2 separate regions of the Mus musculus genome follow, and region 2 is linked to region 1. Evidence: chromatin contacts called from public HiChIP or PLAC-seq data. All regions are on one chromosome and are shown on one strand. The core of a region is the stretch at or near the end of the contact, and the rest is flanking DNA. Distances in the headings are between cores, read along the strand shown. Region 1 has its middle 26 kb from the start of Tmem201. Region 2 has its middle 51 kb from the start of Gm42354.

Region 1 (5,720 bases), core at 418-2,917:
CTGGGGCCTTCTGGAAACTGCTGGAGGGGAAGTCATCTTCCAAGAAATGAAAGAGAAAGCCTTCCACGCCCATCTGGAAAATGGTTTCCCCATCCCACCCTTGAGCTGACAACTCTTCCTCTACTGCTTGGAAGCCCACACCCTGGGGCCTGCCCACTTTAAGGCTAAAGATTCAAGTGGACAGGATTTCAAGGCATTGGCCTAGACAAGAGGTATGACTCCAAATAAACATTGCAGAGATGGGGCTGGAGAGACAATGCTGACCTTAGGAGCTGGTTCTGTTTGTTTTTGCAGAGGACTCAAGTTTGCTTCTCCCATTGAGCAGTCCACAGCTGCTTGTAACTTCAGCTCCAGGGGATCTGATGTTCTCCTATGGCCTTTGCAGGGATTGCTACATAGACACATATATACACGTAATTTTTCATCTTAGTATATGTATTTATTTTATTCTTCTGGCTATGAGTGTTTTGCCTGCTTGCACACACACACACACACACACACACACACACACACACACACACACACCACATGTGTGCCTGATAAACATGGAGGTCAGAAGACCGCAACTAGAGTTACAGGTGGTTGTGAGTCACCATGTAGATGCTGGGAACCAAACCTGGGTCCTTTGCAAGAGCAGTCAGTGCTCTTAGCCACTGAATTTCTCCAGCCCCTATACACATTTTATTTTATTTTAGACAGGGTTTCTCCGTGTAGCTCCTGGACCTTGCTCTGAAATCCAGACTGGCCTCAAACTCAGAGAGAGATCCACCTGCCTCTGTCTCCTGTTTTGTTTTGTTTTGTTTTTTTCGAGACAGGGTTTCTCTGTGTAGCCCTGGCTGTTCTGGAACTCACTTCGTAGACCAGGCTGCCCTGGAACTCAGAAATTCGCCTGCCTCTGCCTCCCAAGTGCTGGGATCAAAGGCGTGTGCCAACACTGCCTGGCAGTGGTGTTCATCTTTAATCCCAGCACTCAGGAGGTAGAGGCAGGCGGATCTCTGAGTTCGAGGCCAGCCTGGTCTACAAAGTGAGTTCCAGGACAGGAAGGGATACACAGAGAAACCCTGCCTCAAAAAACAAAAACAGGGGCTGGTGAGATGGCTCAGTGGGTAAGGGCACCCAACTGCTCTTCCGAAGGTCCGAAGTTCAAATTCCAGCAACCACATGGTGGCTCACAACCACCCATAATGAGATCTGATGCCCTCTTCTGGTGTATCTGAAGACAACTACAGTGTACTTACATATAATAAATAAATAAATCTTTAAAAAACAAACAAAACAAAACAACAAAAAACCAAAAACAACAACAACCACAACAAAAAGAATACCACCATGTTCTACCAGAGCCCTGTACACATAACTAAGCAAAGTATAAATTTCAGGTAATCCACTAGGGCTTTATGATGGATGGAGATCTGAGAAGCAAACTGTGTCATCCCATCCTTAGGGACATGGCTCTGCCAAAGTCCCGGCACCAGGCAGGGAATGGCCATGGCCATCACAGCTCTACAAGAAAAAGCCTGGCCAAGAAATTCTCAGGCAGGGCTAGAAGAGAGTCCCACAATGGCTAACTTCCCTGTGGGCGGAGCCTGGGGCAGCCTTGCTTCCTTACACGGGTAAGCCCAGACAAGCTAACATCAGAGCACAGCTTTCCACATCGCTTCTGTGCCTCTGCTCTACAGAGTCTGGTGTGGTTAACTGACTGATCGTTCATACACTGAGGAGTCCTAGGGAGCCACCTAGAGGAGGGACAGCAAAACAGGAGAGGGGCAGAAGGTAGGGCTGAGGACAGAACCATTAAAGAGGGCAACAGGAATGAGGATGTCTTAGAAAAGCAGAGGAGGGGCTGGACAGGTAGGTGGCTCAGCAGTTAAGAGCACTGACTGATCTTCCAGAGGACGTGAGTTCAATCAAAAAATAAAAAATAAATAAAAAATAAAGGAAATCTAAAGAGATTGAACAAGCGTGCATGTGCTTGCTTGTGTGCTGTGTGTGTGTGTTTCTGTGTATATGTGTGCATGTGCTTGCTTGTGTGCTGTGTTTGTGTGTGTGTATGTGCTTGTCTCTCTTATGTTTGTGTTTCTCTGTGTTGTGTGTGCTGTGTGTTTCTGTATGTGGCTCTGTATTGTATATGGTGTATGTGTCTGTTTTTCATGTTGTGCATTTTATACATTTTATATATGTGTATATATGTGTATTTGTGTATGTCTGTTGGTATATTAAGTGTGTGTGTTATGTTTGTGTATATATGTGTCTTGTCTTGTATTGGTGTGCACGTTGTATATGTGTGTGTATTGTGGATGATATGTGTGTGTCTGTTTGTGTGTTGTATGTATGTGTGTGTTAAGCAAGACCAAAACAGGATGAACTCACATGGACACAGTTAGCTTCTAGCCTGTTAGTCTGGCCTGTTTTTGGCAACTCTTCCCCTTTGTAATCAAGAAGGTGGGCAACCAGCAGACAAACTTGACTCATGGCCATAACTTACTGGACCAGAATGGAGGCTCGGATTCCAGCGAGGCCAATCAAGTCCTTCCCAGAAAAGTAGACTTGGGACCTGTTGAAGAGACCCAGGATAGGTCAGCTAGGTGGGTGTCGCAAGTGGGGACAGGTGAGGGTGCCTCAGTCTCTGGCTCTCACCAGAGCTGCCAGTACCTGTAATGCTGTCACATGCATATTTGACCTTTGTCCAGTCGCCTGCACTCAGCTCCTAACGTCCTGGAAAATTCTGCAGTGGTGTCTTTCTGTGGCCAGGGCTGACCAGGCCTGAGGGCTGCTGGACAGTCTGAGGATGGGGCTGGCTGCTAAGGGAAACTAACTAGCTGTGTGGAGAGGGTGGGAACTTTCAGCCCTGCCCTCCCTCCAGCTTACTGAGAGGGGAAGAAGGTCTAGATGTCACCAGCCGCTCCCACATAAATCCTCAAGAGAACAGGGGGATCTTTGTCGTTTGTTTTGAGAAAAAAATCTCATGGATCCTAGACTGGCCCCAAACTCACTACAGAGCTGAGGCGGACACTGATCCTCCTGCCCAGGCCTCTGAAGTGCTAGGATTACAGGCCCCTGGCTTTCTGGGATGCTGGGGCTTCCTGGGTGCTAGGCAACACTGTACCTCAAGAGGGCAGTGTTCTGAGCGCTTTCTGGTCAGTGCAGCCAGGGTGCCCCGTGCCCTCCCTGACCTGGGCCATTCATTCCTCTCTCCACTGTCTCTGTCACGTCTAGTCCTTTATTACAAGTCAGAAAGAGCCAGGGAACAGTTCCCAGAGTTCTCAGAGGGGCTCCAGCAAGTTAGCGGAGCCTGACAGGGGGGTCGTGGGAACTGGGCTTTATCAACAGTCATCCAAAAACAGGGAAAACAACTTTGGGGACAAGGTTACCTACTACAAAGTCCCCTTTTCCGTCCCAGTTAAAGGGCTGGTTTCTGACTGTGGTCTGGGAAGCAGACTGTGGATGGTGTATCGAGTGAGGCCGCAGTTGAGAATAAGGTAGAAATGAGGCAGGCTCACACAGTCAGTCCCTCAGGAACTCTCACCCCATCTGCCCTTACTGCTCTTGATGCTGCCCTGACAGGGAACCTGCAGGTCCAGATCTTCCCAGGATCAATGTGTGGTTTGCAGTACCCCGACTCTGCATCTGGCTACTCGGAAGAATTAGACCCCCCCCCCCCCGGCATAGATGTTACCCAGCTGGCCCCTTGCCCCAGAGGGACTCCACTTTGTCCTTGGTTGTATCCTTGCTTTGCAGCACTCTGTCCTCTGAGCAGCTCTGTGTCGGACTCAGCTGCCCTCTAGGAACATGGCCTCTACACCCATCAGGGTGCGGTCCTTAGTCACTTGCTCTCTGCCTGCCGATAGTACTGGAAGTGAGTGTGTAGGAATGCCATGGAATGGATGAGTGAATGAGTGGATGGATGGATGAATGAATGATGTAATTTTGAATAGGCCGGTTGGGGACAGTAGCTAACGAATATGAAGATTAAAGGCCACCTCTAGCCATTGCAGGGATAATTCTGTCCTTCAAGCTGGAATTTACACTCGGTGATGATGGGGCCTGATACCCCTGAAAGCTAGGAGGCTGAATTTGCTTCTGTGTGCATGGAGTGCGTGTATGTGTGCCTGCATGTGTGTGTGTGTGCATGTGTGCGTGTGTATATGTGAGGGCATGTGTGTGTGTACATGTGTATGTGTGTATGTGTGTGTGTGCATGTAGAGATGTCAGTGTCAGACATCATTCTCTCTCTCTCCCTCCCTCCCTCCCTCCCTCCCTCCCTCCCTCCTTCCCTCCCTCTCTCTCTCTCTCTCTGTCTCTCCTTACCTTAGCTTTACCTCAGGGAGAGATGAGAACTCTCCCTAAACATGGGATTCTCCAATTCAGTCAAGCGGGCCAGACAACCACGGAGCCTCGAGGATCTGTCTGTCTCTGCCTCCTTCCTACTGGCATTACTGAGGCCTGTGGAACCCGGCATTTTATGTGGGTTTGGAATTCATGTATCTCTGAAAGCACTTTACCAAACGAGCCATCTCCCGCCACCCGGCCTTCTCAATGCTTTTCACGGTGCTCCCTCACTCAGCCTGTTGTCACCAGAGAAGGGTCTGCAACAGTGCATCCCTAGCTCTGTTCTCAAATCAAGGAGACATAGCTTTAGAGAGAGGCCGTGGAGGGAAGCCCAGTAGCCTCTCTAGCCAGCTTTGTGATGGTCTGGCTTCTCTGAGCCCTAGGCTTCGTCCCTAGTGGCCTTCACCTTCACTTTCCACCCTTGATTAAAGAACTGGGGGCAAAACCCGTTGAGGGGAGAGAAACGGGAAGAGGAGGCCACAGCAGGGGTCCAGGAGTTCCCAGGTGACTGTGTCTCCACCTCCCTTACCACAGCCCCATAGGAGAGAGAGCTGGGGGTCAGCCGGAGTCTGACCGTGGGTGTGCAGTGGGGTTAGGCAAAGCCCTGTGGTGAGGGCCTTTATTTGGGGACCACATATCACGCAAGCACCTTAGTCTTACTACGTCTTCTTTCAGCCACACGCAGCCGCCCAGTATGCAGAACAGACCAGAGACGCTCATGACTGGCCAGGGGTTGGCCAGCTTTTTCCACAGCGGGGTCAGGGCTCCCTACTCTTTTCTCAGACTTTGGTGTCTATTTGTGGTGTGTTTTTGTTCGAGGTATGTGTGTACAGTATGCAGTGGGGGCAGGGCAGGGGTGCGGCTTCTGGATCCATCTCTGCACTTGGAGAGCAGGCAGCTCCGGGCCTGAGCTGGAGCCTCTGTCTGGCCCCTGAGCTCTGCGGTAGATGTCTCAGCAGGGCGGGGAGACCAAAGAGCTGGGAACTCTAGTGACCTGAGGATTCCCCTTCCTTCCTACACCCTGAGCTCAGGCAGCCGTCTCATCACTATATGCTTGGATGGCATGTATAATTTGGCTGAGACCTCAGCGGGGAAAGGGACTCTGATGGCCTGACTTGAGCTGACAAGGGTACATACAGCTCCCTACTCTGGAAGAGCAGCCGGTGCTCTGAGCCATCTCTTCAGCCCCAGGCATGGGCTTTTCAAGGGGAGTCAGAGCCGACAGGGGCATTGAGGTAGCCCTCCCACCTGTTTAGGCAGCTCTGCTCTGTGCCTTTGGGTTCTGAGCTTAGTGGCCAGATCTACAGGGCTATTTATTGTGAGGCCTTGGGAATCAAGTGTTTGTCTCTTGCTGACCTCTGGTCCTGGTTAACTGTCAACTTGATGTAGCC
Region 2 (6,120 bases), core at 712-3,211, 130 kb after region 1:
CAGCCCCTTCGAGGACAGCATGGGACTCTGCATGATTAAGAGACTCCCTGGGGGTCAGGCACGATGGTGCATGCTTGAAATCCAGGCAGCTGTACTCAGGAGGCGCACGAGTTCAAGGTTATCCTAAGACATAGCAAGTTTGAGGCCAGCCTGGGTTACATGAGACTGTCATAAAACAAACACCCAAACCTGCCAGAGATTAAAACAAGATAAAAGACCCCCTCCTCCAAAAAAACAAAAACAAAAACAGCCTCTCAAGACATGGCCCTGGCAGAAAGCTGTTGGGTACCACTCTCAATCAGACTGACGCAAGCTGCCATCCCGACAGTGGGGCACCTTCTCTTAGGAGGTAGTTTTCTTTTTTGGTCACTGTTAGTTGTTAAGTAGGAGACGGCAATTAAGGCCTTTAAGCCAACACAGATGGGGCTTACTCCGCATTGGTACCAGACAGAGGAGGGTGGCCTGGTGAAAGAATTCCTCCAGTCACAGATCATGCTGTCTACAGGACCCCATGAGTGAAGGATGCCCAGAAGAGCATTTGGGAGAACTAAATATATATAACATACGTGTGTGTGTGTGCATGTTTGGGTGTGTGGGAAGTGTCAGTGTGTGTGTGTGTGTGTGTGTGCATGTTTGGGTGTGTGGGAAGTGTCAGTGTGCGTGTGTGCATGTTTGGGTGTGTGGGAAGTGTCAGTGTGTGTGTGTGCATGTTTGGGTGTGTGGAAAGTGTCAGTGTGTGTGTGTGTGTGTGTGTGCGCATGTTTGGGTGTGTGGGAAGTGTCAGTGTGTGTGTGTGTGTATGTGTGTATGTGCGTGTGTGTGCATGTTTGGGTGTGTGGGAAGTGTCAGTGTGTGTGTGTATGTGTGTGTGTGTGTGTGTGTGCATGTTTGGGTGTGTGGGAAGTGTCAGTGTGTGTGTGTGTGTGTGCATGTTTGGGTGTGTGGGAAGTGTCAGTGTGTGTGTGTGTGTGTGTGTGTGTGTGTGTGTGTGTGTGTGCATGTTTGGGTGTGTGGGAAGTGTCAGTGTGTGTGTTGCAGAGCGGAAGGTTCTGGATTGGATATCACCTGCAGTACAGAGTTTACTCCCCCCCCCCCCCCCAGAACTCTATCTTGGGAGAATCTACATACTTGGCCCTTGACCTTTTACCTCAACCCTGACCCTTATTCCAGCTCTAATCCTCATTTTAGTCCTGTGTGTGTGTGTGTGTGTGTGTGTGTGTTTGTAAGTGTATGTATGTATGTACATGTGTGTGAGCCTGTGTGGTTTCCAACTCTCTGCTAGGCAGCTGGCGTAGCTGCACCATCTTTGCATGTAGATGATGCTACCAGAAGAGGTATCCAACCTCTATGATCCCCAGGAGGGGATGGGTAGGTCTGTGGGTGGACCCACAAATCTCCATTCTATCTGACCTTCTCACATGAATCCTGAAAAGCCAGGTAAACTTTGGCTGGCCCTGGGGTCGCCCCATTATCCCCCTCCCTCCTGATACCCGCCGCCATCACTCTCCAGGAATAGCTGCATCCCTTATGTTGACTCTTGGGTTCTTGCTCCCTAGGACTGGATGGATGTTCACTCATGGTTTCCACGACACTGTTCCTCCTGGCCACTGTAAGGAACAAGGCCTTATGCTCCTGGCCCCAGGGCCCACTCAGCACCTGGCATTCGGGGCCACCAGCTGAACCAACTGTCTGGGCCGTGAGGGTGGGAAATGCTGTTGCTGCAGGATTTGAAGCCCCCTCCCCAGAGAGGGCAGCATTGAGTGGCAGACCTCTTTGGGCTCATTTTCCTACAGTTCCTAGTAGAGATCGCTCCCTTTTCCCATATCAGAAAACAGCTGTTCTGCTGGCTCCCCCGGCATGTGCCAGCACTATAAATACCCCCCAGCCTTGGCACAGGGACCTGGGGAACTTGGGAAGTTAGAGCCCTGGGCTGTGCGGGCAGTGGGAGGGAGAAGCATTGCCCAACTTCCCCCCTCTCAGCCTCCAGGCACAGGCTGGCCCTGCTTCCCACGGGCTAGGAAACCCCCGCAGTCCTCCTAGGAATCTGGCAGAGACAGCTTCAGCAGCCCTGGTGGTGTTTAACACACTGTCTAGTGCGGTCCAGTCAGCTCCCACTGTTGGAGACAGTGAGGCTCAGTGGGAGCCAAGGCACTGGTTCCAGCTGGATTCTTATAGGGGGGAGTGTGAACAGGAAGGAGTAGCTTTTGTTCATGATAGGATTGGCTTTATTTAGGCTTGATTTTTTTTTTTTTTGATGAGTTCTTATATAACCCAGGCTAGCCCTTGAACTAACCCTTGTCTGAGCAAGGCCCTCCTGCCCTGTTGGAGCAGGTGTGTCATTGTGGGTGTGGGCTATAAGACCCTCATTCTAACCTGGAAGTCAGTCTTCTGCTAGCAGCCTTCAGATGAAGATAGAGAGCTCTCAGCTCCTCCTGTACCATGCCTGCCTGGATGCTGCCATGCTCCTGCCTTGATGATAATGGACTGAGCCTCTGAACCTGTAAGCCAGCCCCAATTAAATGTCCTTATACGGGTTGCCTCGGTCATGATGTCTGTTCACAGCAGTAAACTAAGACATGGATCTGGAACTTTCTGTGTAGCCCAGGCGGGTCTCAAACTTGTACCACTCCTTCCTGCTTCAGTTTCTTCCCCAGGAGCAGGAGAGAGGGGAGATGGCTCAGTGGGTAGACGCTCTTGCCTTGCAAGCCTGAGCACCTGGGCTTGATCTGTGTAACAATGAACTAATGACCTCAAGCTGCCCTCTGAACCCCATGTCATAACATTGTCCCCCTAACAATAACAAACAAAGAAAGAACACAAATAACATAAAGAGGAGAGAGGAGGGAGGGAGGCCTCCTTCAGGGCACCCTTTGCTTAGCTTGCCAGTGTAAGCTGAGCTCACCTGTACCTCAGCTGCCTGCTAAGATACCCTGCTCTGCTGTTCTTATGGACTACGTGAGTCAGGCGCCCTCTGGTGCCATGGTTTGCTTACTGCAGCCTGAGAGGGCGATAGCTCAGCAAGCAGATAAAGGTCCAGCCTGACAACCCTAGTTCAGTTTCCGGAACTCATGTGCTGGAAGAAGAAAACTGAGCCCTGCAAGTTGTCTTCTGACCTCCACATGTGCACGGCGGCTTGTGTGTACCCACACACATATGCAAACACTTACACATATAATAAATTAAAAATTCCATTTAGAAGTTATTCTATTTAAGCCAGATTTGCTTTTATTCTATTACAGCCTTTATTATAATACAATTTATTCATAAATTGTGAAACTCACTAAGAATCTAAGTTCTTGGATTTTTTTTTCTTCTTCTTACTTTAAGATCACCAGCCCCCTGCTATTCTTGGGATGCTTTCCCTTGTTAACAAACTAAAAAAAAAAAAAAAAAAAAAAAAGAAAAGAAAATCACTACATCTAGATAATTAGTCACTACTATAGCAAAATCAGAGGTTTAGCCATGGAAATATGAAGAGAAAGTCAGGTGTGAGTGTGCAGCCAGGTGTGATGGTGCATGCCTTTGAACTCAGAACTTGGGAGGCAGAGTTGAGCAGATCTTTATGATTTCAGGGTCCCTGTGGTCCATATGATCTAAGTCTAGGTTGGCCAAGGCTACATAGTGAGTCTCTGTCTCAAAAAGAGAAGGAGGAAGTAAAGAAAAGAAAAGAAAAGAAAAGAGAAGAGAAGAAAAAAGAAAAGAGAAGAGAAGAGAAGAGAAGAGAAGAGAAGAGAAGAGAAGAGAAGAGAAGAGAAGAGAAGAGAAGAAAGGAGACACACATCGCTGTGGAAGAAGTCTGTCTAATTCTGATTCCAACGTTCTGGAAAAGACACAACTGTGGAAACAGGAAACAGATCCCGAGTGGCCTGGGGTTGGGATGCAGCCTCGGCTTACACAATTTATTGGTCACTGAAACTCCCTTGTAGGATACAATGAAGCAGAAGTATACTTGTGGATTGTGAAACTCTGACAATGAACCCTAATGTGATATACACACTTGGGGCAATAACAGTGCGGTCACGTGGTTTCATGGGCACGGGATGTCCCAGTGGGTTCAGGATGTTTATGGCCCAGGAGCTCATGTGCAGGGTGGGTAATCTCAACTCCCTACTGTCTGCACATTTGACTGTGACCCTGAAACTGCTCTAGATGGCAAGGCTAGTTGAGGGGGTCCTTCCCTAGGGTGCATGAAGCCCTAGGCTCCACCCCAACACCTCTAGGCTCCACCCCCAGCACCACTAGGCTCCACCCCCAGCACCACTTCCACCCAGTGCAGTGGGGTGGTACATGCCTGTAACCCCAGCACTCAAGACAGAGAGGAAGGAGATTCAGAAGTTCAGGGTCACCTTCAGCTATATATCAAATTAGAGGTCAGCCTGGGATACATGAGACCCCTCGCCCTCAGAAAGTAAACTTGGCTAAGTGTGTTCCTATATAGATGTGTAAAGAGGGCTGGGTACATTTTCTTAGAAAAGTCTTTGCCATTTTGTCTCCAAGGTCTGCCAACAAACTTCCTCAGTGTTTGAAGGAGATATGTGGCAGCAGAAGGTATTTTCTTATAAGGACACCGTTTTTTGTTTTTTGTTTTTTGTTTTTTGTTTTTTGTTTTGTTTTTTTTTACTTCTTCCCCATCTCTGGCTCCAAATCTGTGGGCAGAGGAGGAGGGCTCCCCTTTCCTCCCACCGGCAGAGAACCGGCCCAGGTCAGCAGAGCACACCGATCCTTAGACACAGGGAGTGTTATTTAGTCTAGAAACTCACAAAGGAAATATCTGTTTGCACGTGAAAAATCTCTGGAATGTCTCTGCTCCCCTCAGTCCAAGGGCCCCGTCTCTGCAAGACCACCGCGAAGAGCCCGGCACAAACCCCACAGTCATGGCCTTGCTCTGGTCTGAGATCCGCTGCCAGTCCAGGCACCTGGCTCTACTGTGCCATTCAGAGTCAGAGTTGTTCTTTCCAGTCGCCTAGGGTGAGAGGGTAGACAGAGGGGAGGGGAGGGGAGGGGAGGGGAGGGGAGGGGAGGGGAGGGGAGGGGAGGGGAGGCTCTGAGGTTGGGAGAGATTGCTAGAGGAATGAGGGATCTTGGGATGTTAAGCCAGAGTCCTTCAGTGCTTCCCTGCTCTGACTCTAGTTCAGGCTTTAGACTCCTTTTCTCTGTCATGTCTCTCTTCCTCTCTCTTCTTTTCTTCCTCCCCTTCTCTTCTTCTGTAGCCACCCAGGATGAGCCTCCTGCTTCCACTTTTTGGGTGCTTGGATTATAAGCCAGTGGCACCATGTATACAACACCTGCCGGCAGCGGCTAACTGATCTCTGAAAGTTTCCTTCCTGTGTCCTCCTTGTCCTCCTCCTCCTCCTCCTCCTCCTCCTCCTCCTCCTCCTCCTCTTCTTTTAGTATACTTATTTAGTGGTTGTGGTGGTGGTGCTGGTGCTGGTGCTGGTGGTGTGTGTAGAGGTCAGAGGACAACTTATGGGATTCAGTTCTCTCCTACCAGGTGGATTCGGGGAATTGAACTTGGGTCTCCAGGTTTGATGGTGAAAGCCTTTATTTGTAGAAGCATTTTGGGGTTTCCTTCCTTTCTCAAGACCTGATTCTCCAAAGGCCTCTGAGGTTTATACATGTGGGTTTATTAATATAGGCATGCTGGATCCAAAGTACTGGGTGAGGGGGTAAAGTAGATAGTTTTCTCTCTAGTGTGACAATAGCAATTTTCTTCATCCAGTCTTCTGGCCCCTCTGTCCCAAGCAAGCCCCAGCACCCTTTGTAGGGTCATCTAGTCTCTACCTGTGACCAGTTTCAGCAATAGACAAATGACTGTGATCTTGATATGTACACACACACACACACACACACACACACACACACACACACACATCTGTCTTCCTTTCCAGTCAGCATGCAGAGGGAAGCACCCTGGACATAGAACTGGTGCTGGAAAAGAAGTCCAAGGTCCAGAGCACTCAGCGGAACACAAGAAGTGTTCCCGAACCAGGTATGAAGACTTTAAATAGATGTCAGCTTACAGTGCACTTAGAATAACAACAGCTGGCACGGGGAGGACTGGCCTTTTTCGGAAGGCTCACATTTAACTTCCAGACAATCCCAGGCCGACTCAACATCACA

Evidence for each region. HiChIP or PLAC-seq counts read pairs in DNA pulled down with a chosen protein or histone mark.
Region 2: an H3K27ac HiChIP or PLAC-seq map of microglia shows a contact between it and region 1, with 3 times the contacts expected there. The contact joins two enhancer-like sites. A contact is called at or near these places in 2 of 115 datasets of contacts at active chromatin or transcription factors (memory CD8 T cells and microglia) and 1 of 9 other capture datasets (pancreatic islet).

Annotation. Positions count from the first base shown.
Region 1 is chr4:149,709,059-149,714,778 of GRCm38.p6, forward strand. No RefSeq gene overlaps it. Among named protein-coding and RNA genes, the nearest start is that of Tmem201, 26 kb to the right of the region's middle. Within about 2 kb of position 1,668, at least 148 of the 459 cell types and tissues checked have an H3K27ac peak or open chromatin away from gene starts, as enhancers often do. A contact at or near this core is called in microglia, where this site is marked.
Region 2 is chr4:149,839,125-149,845,244 of GRCm38.p6, forward strand. No RefSeq gene overlaps it. Among named protein-coding and RNA genes, the nearest start is that of Gm42354, 51 kb to the left of the region's middle. Within about 2 kb of position 1,962, at least 62 of the 459 cell types and tissues checked have an H3K27ac peak or open chromatin away from gene starts, as enhancers often do. A contact at or near this core is called in microglia, where this site is marked.